Regions from separate parts of the Macaca mulatta genome. Here region 1 is linked to region 2. The links are chromatin contacts, called in public Hi-C maps. All regions are on one chromosome and are shown on one strand. Each heading gives the region's core, a stretch centred on a gene start, on an enhancer-like site or on the middle of the called end of the contact. The rest is flanking DNA. Distances are from core to core; before and after follow the strand shown.

The links. Hi-C and Micro-C count contacts between places; a contact is called where the count stands out from the background.
Region 1: a contact with region 2 is called in a Hi-C map of fetal cortex germinal zone, with 2.0 times the contacts expected there. The contact joins the promoter of AP2M1 here to the promoter of EIF2B5 in region 2. A contact is called at or near these places in 4 of 14 Hi-C or Micro-C datasets (blood, cortical neurons, fetal cortex germinal zone and 1 more).

The regions. Positions count from the first base shown.
Region 1 is chr2:96,309,304-96,312,003 of T2T-MMU8v2.0, forward strand. It overlaps AP2M1 (adaptor related protein complex 2 subunit mu 1), which reads left to right and starts at 1,313. Exons shown (of 11, transcript NM_001260598.1): 1 at 1,313-1,428. DVL3 (dishevelled segment polarity protein 3) reads left to right here. Exons shown (of 16, transcript XM_015131485.3): 16 at 1-143.
Region 2 is chr2:96,269,006-96,271,705 of T2T-MMU8v2.0, forward strand. EIF2B5 (eukaryotic translation initiation factor 2B subunit epsilon) reads left to right here and starts at 1,436. Exons shown (of 16, transcript NM_001266121.1): 1 at 1,436-1,635; 2 at 2,689-2,700. The coding sequence starts at 1,441. LOC144339076 (a long non-coding RNA gene) reads right to left here and starts at 1,313. Exons shown (of 4, transcript XR_013413733.1): 1 at 1,242-1,313; 2 at 751-776; 3 at 575-632; 4 at 1-317.

The DNA.
Region 1 (2,700 bases), core at 63-2,562, 40 kb after region 2:
CCTCGTATGTAAAATGATGATAATAATACCTACCTCACAGGGTTGTTGTGAGGATTTAAATTAGATATTGTACGAAAAGTGCCTAGCACAGTGCCTGGCACACAGTAGAGTAGGTGCTCAATAAATGGTAGCTATTATTATTATTTTATCATTATTATTATTTACTCTAAATTGGTAGCAGTTTAGGGTATTTTTGGAAGATAAAGCTTTTGCAAAGGTAGGAGTGAAGCCTTGAGTGCTGGTTCAAAAATTAGAAGTGCCTGTATTCAGTCACTTAATGACTTCAGACCTTGACTATGATTTGAGAGGGGTCAGATCTTCATCCTGCCACATCGTGGCTTCTGGCCAGAGGCTGGGAAGGACTGTAACATTTGCAACCAGATCTGCCCTTTCTCACCCTTCCTTCCTCCCATGACAGGCACAGTCCTGCCCAAAGAAGGCAGCAGTTTATCTCTGCAAGAACCAAGCAGGCCTTTAATGTTTGAGGGTTGGCTCTGTCTCCTCAGCTTGGATGTAAAGATTCTGTTTATCAAAGAAGGGATTTCAAATCCCATGTCAAACTGAATTCAACTCTTTGAACATCTTCTAAGCAACATATATGCCTGTCACTAGAAGGCATGCACAATCGCATAGGTATAGCTAAGGAGAACATCGGCTCATTCATGAAAAGCTGTAGCTGACCTCGAGGAAGAGTGTACAGTCATGGACATATTTGTGAAAAGGTTTAGTTTCTTCCCGAGTGGTCTCCTCTTTGCTCCCCGCTCCTCTCCTTGGGTCTTGATCCCTTGGAAAAAGCCCATGTCCGGAATAAATATATGAGAAAAGCTTGGGAGAATCAGAGGTAGTGTTAGAAAGCAGTAAATTCAGCACAAACACTTATACTGCCAAGTTGTATTTATTTGTGTGCAAAGTGAGGACAGCCAGTCCTGGGACTCTGGAAACAGAAAAGGCCTACAGCAATCCCAGGCTTAACAGATGTGCTTCTACAAATGGCATTAATATTCCAAAACTCCAAAACACAAATAGGAACAGGAGGAAGTGCAGGGACTACAATTCCCAGAGCGCTCAGTGAAAAAAAAAAAAAAAAATGAGGCCGGTGGAGCGGTGTATGCTGGAATGTGTATTTCTGGTAGGGCCGGCTAAGGCCACGCCTACCCCTTCCTGAGGCAGGGACGGTTTCTCGAAAGCAGTCGGTAGTTGTAGTTTTGCTAAACCTAGAGCGCTTCAAATAGCAAGCAAGGAGGCCGCGAGGCCTGACGGGATTTGTAGTCGGCGCGAGAGGCGGGCGCGCACGCGCAGCCGGGACCGGGGCGGGGCCGCGGCACTGCGGTGAAAGCCGAGGCAGCGGGCAGACGAGCAGGGGGCGGGCGGACATCTTGGGATCCGGAGAGTGGCCGGGCCGGCAGAGAAGGGGCCTCGGGACACCAGGTGAGCCGGGGATCTGGCCTTATGGCGTGGGGGAGGACGCCGCGGGTCGTCTGCTTCGCCGCCCAGCTTTGTCCTGCCCTGCGCTGAGCTGGCAGAAAGCTGCCCACACCCGGGAGTGGCTTCAGCCTTCAGACCCGGGAGCTGGCTGACGGTGGGGCGGGGGCGCCCGGGGCGAGGTTGCAGGGCTGGCTGGGAGCGGTGCCCTCCACCTGACCCGCCTGGCGCCTCCCATGAGAGGGATACCGCCTGAAATTCTCCCAGAGCAGGAACGCTGCGCAGCGCCCCCTCCCTAGGATAGTGCCAACCCCCTACCCCTCCGCGCAAGGACAATTTCCCCGTCTCGTAGGACAGTGACACCCCCTTGTTCCGCCTCCTTGCACCGTGACAGATCTCACACCATGCGGCCCCCCCTCCTCTCAGTTCAGTGACATCCCGCGGCTCTTCTTCCTTAGACCTGTGACGGCCCCCGCGCCCCATGGCACCATCTTTTCCCACGATGTCTCCCCAAGGCGAAAAGCCCACCACCCCCTCATTACTCTGCACCTGAACCCCAAGCAGGCTCTGTCTCCCCAGCTTTCCCTTATTCACTACCGTCAATTTCCCCCTGCTGGTTTTTCCTTCTTAAAGCCTTGACCTTTTCCATACTGGAAACCCTTACCTTTAGGTGCACTCCACCAGCCCAGTTTGCTGCTGTGGGCTCACCTGAGGACGCTGCCTGGCTGTCACTGCCGGTCTTTACCCTTAACTAAATGTTCCATTCCTGCCCAAGGCCCCACCTCTGGTTCTCGGGTGCCCTTCCCTACCTACCACTCGATATACCTGTGGACTTGGTTCTTTGCCCCAGGCTCTACCTCCATTTTGCATCTCCTCTACCAGCCTGTTTGGGACTGAGGAATGGGATGAGTCCACCACCTTGAGAGGCCGCTCACCCCTCTGGAAGACCTTGACAGCCACAGGAAAAGGCTTTATTTTCCAGTTTAGAAAAGTCTTCTAAAGTACTCCCTGTGAAATTAATACCAGAGCTAATCCAGGAAATCTAAAAGCAAATTAATGCCTTTTCTCAAGCAGTCTAAATTAATTTGACCCAAATAATTTGGATAATTCAGGCATCCTGAAATCCCTGCTTCTTGTTTATAGGCACCCAGGCCAGAAATGAGTTACTTGATGGGCCTGGAATCACGATTTCAGATGGAAGGATTTCTTAATTTTATGAGCCTGCACTACCCCCACCCCCCCAGTCCTTACTTTTATTGCATTCCAGAGCTTTTTGAA
Region 2 (2,700 bases), core at 186-2,685:
CCCATTTCTACCTCTGGATTTGTAAGGCAGTTGAACATTCCTTTTCTACAACGTGCATTCATTTAATTGAAAACTTTTACTTAATTGCCTTCAGCCTTTCCTTTTCCAGGATAAATCAAACGGTTTTCGTTCAGCACCCTAACCAGGGAAGAAATGACAGACTCCTCGGTTCCACGAGGCGAGCGCCGGGACACGACGGGTCAAGTCGGAATCGCCACGTGGAAACAACGCTCAGCATCGCAAACTTCAAATCCCGACGTGCAACGCGGGGCGGGATGGGAAGTTTGCAGGAACTGCAGAAGCCTGTGGCGTGGAACCTGGACAGGTCCCGTGCAAAAAGGGCGCGATGCTTTACAGAAAAGCTTCTTGCCTCCCAAATGACGCCCAGGCTTCCTGCCTTGTTCCACCTCTTTCCCACGGCCCCGCCCCTCTGCAGGGTTGGTTTATTCCCCGCAGCCCCCGCATCTTTCCCCAAAGAGAGAAAGGTGCTGCTGCGCCTTTTCAAGCCTTGGACCTTTACGCCCGCACTTTCCTCTGCCCAGAAAGCTTACTGCTTAATGCCAGTACAACTTACTGGTGTGCCTGGATCCACCCCTGTCTCCACTCTGCTTAAGACAGAGGAGGATGATAGGCTGGAAGAATGAATAGATGACATTAAATCGTCATTGTTATCCCCACATAACTTGGCAGCAAGATTGTGGAACTCTGCAGTCTGACAGATCGGGTTCCAATACCAGTTCTTCCACTTACTAGATGGGTAAACTTCCTTCATCCTTCTGAGAGTTCAAGAAATGTTTGCTGAACGAATGAATAAGATGTTTTGCAGAGATATGTGACGAATTAAATGAGATAATGCTTGTATCGTGCCTAGCCCAAAATCAGCGCTCAATGGAATTACTAGTCTCCCTACTATATGCCACCTTCTCTATGCAGGTTCTGAGTTCCTCGCAGCGGGGGGACATCTGGCTCGGTTCCATCTCCCCAAGGCGCTGGGTTCCCAGAAGTTTCTAGAATGAATACGGAGGGCTACATATTTCACATGCGCGGGGCGGGGAAACTGCTGGACGATTACAGGTTCCGGATGGAGCTGGCCCCTTCGTGGCGACCACAAATCCTATCACGCTGCAAGAATCTCGACTTGTTCACAGACAAATGAAGGCCGACGATACTTGCAGACCGAGTCTGACGTCTATGGGACCCCACCCCTACCCTGCGCCTCCAGGGGCCGGGACAACCGCGACCGGTCCCCACTCCTCGCGCCTCCGGGATCAACCTAGAACTCTGTGGGCGCCCGCAGAAGACGCATGCGCACTGCTCCCTCCTCGTCTCCTCCTTCCCTTCGTTAATTAGTTCATCGCATTTCAAGTGCTGGATCCTTTTTGTCCCTTATTGCGTGCGGTGTCAGCTTCCTTGCGGAAGTGGTGGCCGTGAGAGAAGAAGATGGCGGCCCCTGTAGTGGCGCCGCCTGGTGTGGTGGTTAGTCGGGCCAACAAGCGCAGCGGCGCGGGGCCGGGAGGCAGCGGTGGCGGGGGAGCCAGAGGGGCGGAGGAGGAACCGCCGCCGCCCCTACAAGCAGTTCTGGTGGCCGATAGCTTCGATCGCCGCTTCTTCCCCATCTCCAAGGACCAGCCTCGGGTGAGCGCAGCGCACGCGAGCAGCCAGAGGGCAGGAAGTGTGGCAGGGCTGGAGCAAGTTCTCCTTTCGGCTAACTACTACGGCAAGCCTTTGAAGGACTTGTGTCCATACTGTTATCCTAAAACCGAGTTTACGTGGTTAGGAAGGAGGCAGAGGTACTGTCTTAAACCCTGATGACTGCTGACCAAGTTAGTGGCCGGCAGATTTGGGCATTGGTAATGCTGTACACCTCGGGTTTGAAAGGAATGAAGAGAGCTAAATGTAGAAACAGCGCTTGAGAAAGTCTTCACGCGGGGATTCAGTGCCCCTGGAAGAGGCTGCGCCGCTTTTAACCTTGCAGATGACGGATGCTTAGGTGAAAAGAAACGACCTTTTGCCTCTGAAAGGGCGGTAATATGCCTTAAAAAGAACAGGCTAGATCTCGGTCAGTGTACTTTTTTTTTCCCCCTCCAGGTTCTAATGATACCCGGTGCTATCTGTCGAAAGGACAAAATGGGTTTAGTGGTTGATTGCCATCAGCCCCCGAGTTGTCTAGACAATGGAGTATTGAACTCAGCTGGGTCGTTCAGCAGCCCTCAGTTCAGAGAGAGGGAACTGCATGGGATTTAAGAAAATCCTCTCTAATTCTTTCGAAAAAGCCTAATGGCTGTTCATTTTTGAAAAGTGACGGGAGATGGCTAACCTCTGACACTTAGAAAGGGATCAAGGAAGGAAATCTTATGGGGAAGAAGGCCTTAGCAATGCTTAAATTTATGGAAATATGATTGATTTCCAGTATTATCCTTTGCCAGCGGTGAACTGCCATTCTGTCACAGCTCTGTGTCTGATACAAGGCACACAGATTCTGTACTTACCATCCCCAAATTGCAACGTTTCAGACTCAGGCTTAGAGCATGACGTGAACATCAAAGGCAGGAACCTGTGTACCTTTGAATTGGAAAGATACAGCAAAATTACACCATTTGGAAATATTAATAGAGGAGTGAAAATTGTTGCAGTGGGGTATCCAAAGGGATTCGAGACCTCAATTTTTTTTCATCTTCTATCCTTCAGGTCCTCTTGCCC